Regions from separate parts of the Hordeum vulgare genome. Here region 1 is linked to region 2. Evidence: chromatin contacts called from public Hi-C data. All regions are on one chromosome and are shown on one strand. The core of a region is the stretch at or near the end of the contact, and the rest is flanking DNA. Distances in the headings are between cores, read along the strand shown.

Evidence for each region. Hi-C and Micro-C count contacts between places; a contact is called where the count stands out from the background.
Region 1: a contact with region 2 is called in a Hi-C map of leaf, with 7 times the contacts expected there. The contact joins the enhancer-like site here to the promoter of LOC123404134 in region 2. A contact is called at or near these places in 2 of 6 Hi-C or Micro-C datasets (leaf and seedling).

What each region holds. Positions count from the first base shown.
Region 1 is chr6H:483,975,847-483,978,683 of MorexV3_pseudomolecules_assembly, forward strand. No RefSeq gene overlaps it. Among protein-coding and RNA genes, the nearest start is that of LOC123401897, 35 kb to the right of the region's middle. Within about 2 kb of position 1,270, at least 1 of the 3 cell types and tissues checked has open chromatin away from gene starts, as enhancers often do. A contact at or near this core is called in leaf, where this site is marked.
Region 2 is chr6H:483,865,599-483,868,364 of MorexV3_pseudomolecules_assembly, forward strand. It overlaps LOC123404134 (enhancer of mRNA-decapping protein 4-like), which reads right to left and starts at 1,361. Exons shown (of 14, transcript XM_045098057.1): 1 at 507-1,361. The coding sequence starts at 1,244.

The DNA.
Region 1 (2,837 bases), core at 20-2,519, 110 kb after region 2:
CACCGGTTTGATTTTTAAACTATGGAGGCACCAAACCAAGAACTTGGTTTTGGTCTCGCTTCCTAAGCATCATAAAAATACAAAGGTGGTTTGAGGTTGTTAGAAAGATAAAATAACACATGATTTACACCTCTAACACAAACTTCTGATCTTAAAGTAGCGCTAGAGACATCCGGTGACCCCTACCACCATCGTCGTGAAGGCAGTATCCATGACACACCTGATGCACCATTACGTTTGATTTACATGTTTCATGTTTCATGCTTCTAAATATTCATTTAATGTTACATCAAACTACTAAAAATAAACGAGCACAACAACGTGCATCATTAAGGACCTAGTAAACAATAAATGGAGCTCTATCCATGAACAATTTACCGTGTATATTCTAAAAAAAAATCACTATATTTCTAAAAAACAATAAAGGGACCTACTAAAATATTCATTGTATATTGAATAATTTATCAGTGTATATTCTAAAAAACAATTCACTATATTTCGTAATCAAGAACACTGTTTTACAATTGACGAACATTTTTTCCAAATCCATGAACTATTTTGAATTTGTCGAATTTCTTCAAATTCATGAACTTTTTAGAATCCAACAACAGTTTTCAATTCACAATCATTTTAGAAAAATGGACTTTGTTTTTTTGGACTGCTATGCCTCCGCTGGATGATCTTTTTAAAAGATTGGTTGGCTCACGGGCTATCAGATCTGACCCATCGATATTGTTCATCATTACAGTATAAGTTTTGTTGCAGAAAAAGGTCTTGTTGCATAGTTTTTTACAACTGAGGTTTTGTTACAGTTTTTTGTGCAACGCGGGCTTTGTTTTCAGATTTCTTTTTCATCTTCATATTTTTTTACTGCAACTCAGATTATGTTGCAGATTTATATTTTTTGCAGCAGAGCCTTTGTCACATAATTTCTTTTTTCCATCGTCTTTCTTTAAATAGTTAATGTTATAAAAAAAACCTACACAACATTGATGATGTTATAGAAGTTGTTAAAAAAATAGTCTAGAGAGCGGCATATTACGTGAGACACGTGTTGGGCGAGTGAGATGACATATGAGATCCAAAAAAATCAGCCGGTTAAAGGGAATGATTTCCCTTGTTTTTTTGGTGCACTGGAAAAAAAGAAAAATATCAGAGAAAAAACAGAAATCATACGAGTAGCGCCGAGCTAGAGGAAAAGCGATCCGGGCCTGCCCACATCACGCCCTGTAATAAATAATCTAGCGAGGCAGACTGAGAGCAACAGCGCTCCTTCCGGAGCCTTCCAGCGGTCGCTTCCGCGTGCCGCCACTTACGCATTTCCAGCCGCTGTCACGTGTCGCGCTCTAAGCGTTTTCTTCATTTTTCAGTGGTTTTTTTCCGTTTTTTGGTGTTACGGTTTTTCATCGGTATTTCGTAACTTTTGGATGGGATTTTTTTTTATCAACTTTTGTTTTAAAAAAAATGCGTTTTAACGCAAAAACATGTTTTCTGTTTTTTTGAGAGACACGGTTTTGCTTCCTCGAGAGGCAAGGTTTTGCCTTCGCGAGAGGCACGACGGTGCCTCTCGAAAAGGACAAAGAACTCGTATTTTATTTTATTTTTACGAGAGCCACGGTTTTGCTTTCGTCAAAGGCACGGTTTTACCTTCGTGAGAGACACGCCCATGCCTTTTTTTGCAAGAGACACGATTTTGCCTTCGCGAGAAGCACGCCCGTGCCTCTCCTTAAAGAAAAAAGCGTGTTTTCTGTATTTTTTGCGAGAGGCACGGTTTTCCTTTCGCGAAAGGCACGCGTGTGCCTCTTCCGAAAAGAAAAAAACGTTTTTTCTGCTTTCTCTTTTTTCACGAGAGGCACGGTTTTACCTTCGCAAGAGGCACGCCCCGTGCCTTTCGGAAAGGGAAAAACGCGTTTTCAGTTTTTATTTTCTATCGCGCGAGGCACGGTTTTTTCGTCCGTTTTTCTGTTCCGTTTTTTAATAAAAAAAGTTCGTCAAAACCTAGCAACATGGGATCTAGTTTTATAGATCTCGACACAAGAAAGCCAAAGGTGAAAACGGTTCGAGATTTGGACTCACGGTTTAGGAGATAAAACTTTTTAAAAATACGAATCTACGAAAAAAAGGAAAACTCCCAGGTTGCGGCAAGTGGCATGCATGCAGTGAGCCATTTGTCGCAATCTGTGGAGGTGAGAGTAATTGTTGGAAGCTGTACTCGCTAATTAGTGATTTCGGACTCCTGTACGTGAGCGATTGCGGAAAACCCTATTTGACACGCTTTGCGTCAACTAGTCGACCAATCGTACAGGCGGGAGATAAACTGGGCCAGCCCATTTTCCTCTGTCTGGTAATTTAAAAATTATACATGATCAACTGGGTTTTCTTCTGTGTCTTTTACTGTTCTTTATTTTTTATTTTAGCGTTTCTTGTATTCCTTGTTTCTCTGGTATTCCTGTTATTTTCAAGCTTATTCAAAAATTTAAATATTGTTCTGTCTCTTTCTTGTCCTTTTTTTGTTTTTTTAAGTTTCTTCTTTTTCTTTCCTTTTTCGTTTTCAATTTTCATTTTTAAATTTTCACTTGTTTTCAAAAACATGTACGTGTGTTTTAAAAAAATGCTCACAATTTTAGGAAACTGTTTGTGTTTTAAAGTTTATGCCTGATTTTAAATGTATGTATATAATTCCAGAAACAGTTCACCTATTCAAATTTGTTCAGGAGTTTCAAATACTGTTCACATTTTCAAAAAATGTTACTGTTTCCAAAAAATTGTTCCCATTCTTTTTTTTCTGTTTTCTTTTTTTCTTTTCTCTCCTTTTATTTTCGTTTTTATCCTTTTTT
Region 2 (2,766 bases), core at 111-2,610:
GTTTTACATAGACTATTTTGTAAATTAAAATAGCTGAATATGAGCACACAAGCAAACAACCACACAGTAACAGCCTAGTGGGTAGTGGTTATTTCATGAGTAGAATGTTCAAATTCACTGAAATAAGCCCATTCAGCTTTCTTAACGATCTAAGAAGCATAATACCAGAATTAACATATCTATTACAGTATTACATAGTTAATTCACCAACCCCGCCATGGCATCAAATACGAATAACAATGTATCGGATGTTGTTTTAAAAATAGCATGCAACTGAATGAGTTGATAACAAAATATCTGAAAAATGACTGCACTGGAAAATGTATAAGGTATGTTATTCTATCGTATGGGCAATGCAGTATTTACACGTCGAAATTTTCAGATCCCTCCCCACTGCTGAAGGCGTCATGCATCATTAACACCCACTACCCAGCGATTCAATTTCTCAATGAGCATTTCTACACAGAACTAACCGATAACTAATCTCGCTGGACTAAAATATATACCTGTGTATGGCCACGGAGCAGTGAGCGAAGCGCGGTGTTGATGTTTAGCACACGGATGTTCCCCAGCTTGAGCCCATACACGATGTACGTCCGGTTCACAGCGATCTGCCTGCCCAGCACAAGACCTGGGTCTGACGTGTACTTGGTGATCGGCGTCACCTCCAGCTGTGGAGGCTGCGCCTCCCCAGGCAGCCTCGAGTCAACGTTGTGCACCGCCTTGTCCCCGCCACCCAGAAGCCGCCCTCTCGGCACCTTGCTGCTGGTGCTGCTGAGCATCCTCGCCGGCGGCGCGGATGGCATCGCCGGGAGCGGCGACGGCTGCGCGGCGGCGAACTCGGACGACGGCGGGGGCATAGATACCGCGGACTCGAGGTGGCCCGAGCCGGAGCTGCCGAGCAGCTGCATGAGGCGGGCGCCCGGGTTGGCGCCCGCGGCGGCCATGGGGTTAGCGCTCGGGTTGGGGTTCGCGTTCGGGTTCGGCATGGGGAAGGGGATGACCGGGCGGGGCATGGGGGGCTGGGGATCCTGCGGGTAGTGGAGGTAGGGGCGGAGGTGGAAGGGAGGGGTGGCCGGGGGGTAGGAGTAAGGGCCGGAGGGCGGCGGCGGGCCGGCGGCGCCGGGGAACATGGGCGCGGCCGTCGGCGCGGGGTTGGGAGGCGGCCTGAAGAGCATGGCCATCTCGAAGGGGGGATTGGGGTTGCCGGGGTTCGGGTTAGGGTTTCCGGCTGGAGACGCCATTGGAGGCGGCAGTGGAGTAGATCTGGGGGGGAAGTGGGGGTGAGAGAGGGGATGGGTCGGAGGTGCGGCGGAGCGGAAGACCAGAAGTGCAGGTCGAGGTGGGAGGCGGCGATTGTTTTCTCTCGCCTTTGCGCCCTCGCTGTTTCGCTTTATTTTGACGAGGATCTTTGAGAACTCAAATGTTGCAGTGCCGTCAGTTTTTCCTTCTGTTTGACTTTACTTCTATATAAAAAAATAAAAATGCTCTCTACCCCAGATATAGGGCAGCTTAACCCTAAAAATATATAGGGCATGTGCCTTAGGGCCTGTTTGGGACCATTTCGTCCTTAAAATTCAGCTCTGCTTTTAAAAACATAAGCCAAACGTGATAGCTTTATTGTTTGCCGTTTTGAAAAAACTATAATCTGAGATACAACTTCATGTTTTTTATGAACCTCTTTAGGAGGTGCTTCAAAAAAATATGAAAGTTGAAGTCGACAGGAAATTACCCATCACTGCAACCAGTAAGTGGATGTTTTTTTTTCTCCCCATTCATCCAATCGGATATATCCTCTCTATCAAATTTTTTATTTTTAAAGCTGGAGCTGAATAAAAGCCAAACACTCTTTTTAAAATAGTTACAACTTCTATATAGGGCTTCAAAGTGTATTTGATGGAGCAGAATTGAATTTTATGAAATAGAGTAGTCTTAAACAGACCCTTAATATTTTGCACTTCTTTTCTCCGTTATATATACAGGGTATATCGGAAATTGATCCATTTTTGTAAACCAAAGCATGCAGAGCATTTGTCGCTAGCAACTCCCCGAGCCAATGCATGAAGTCTAAATGACCCTTCTCGCTCCGTTATACATTAGTTTAGGGTATATATGGTGCCTAATAAATCAAACAATCGACCCGGTCCTTACTCTGCGGCAGTGGAATATCAGGTTTCTACGAGGTGCGAAACGCAAACCCCTTCTCCTTTCTCCAAGTACTACTTCATACTACCGTCCGATTCTTTTATGCTTTCCATGCGAGAGGGAAAATAAACATGTCACGAGTGGATTTTGCTTCGAGAGGTCAATGCGGTGCTAGTTTATAGTTATTTCAAGATCGGATCCGACGGTGCAGATCGAGGCTACGCCTGCACAGGCGAAATGGAGCCGCACGATTGGCATGGGCTGGGCGCCGGCAACGGCACGGCCTGCCGCAGGAGGCCGCATGCAGGCGTGCAGCAGCGCTCGAGGGCGAATGGTACGGCTGCACATGCTCCGGGCGGTGCATGCATGCATATAGATTGATGCATCTCGAGCGCAAGTGGCACTGCCACATGATGCAGCATCGCTCTCCTAAAAAAACTTATATTTAGGAATGGAGGGAGTACATTCGTATGTAGTTCATTAATGAAACCTCTTTAAAGACTTATATTTAGAAACGGAGGGAGTACATACAAAGCAAAATAAATGAATCTACACTCTAATATATGTCTATATACATTCGTATGTAGTTCGTAGTGAAATCTCTTAAAAAAACTTATATTT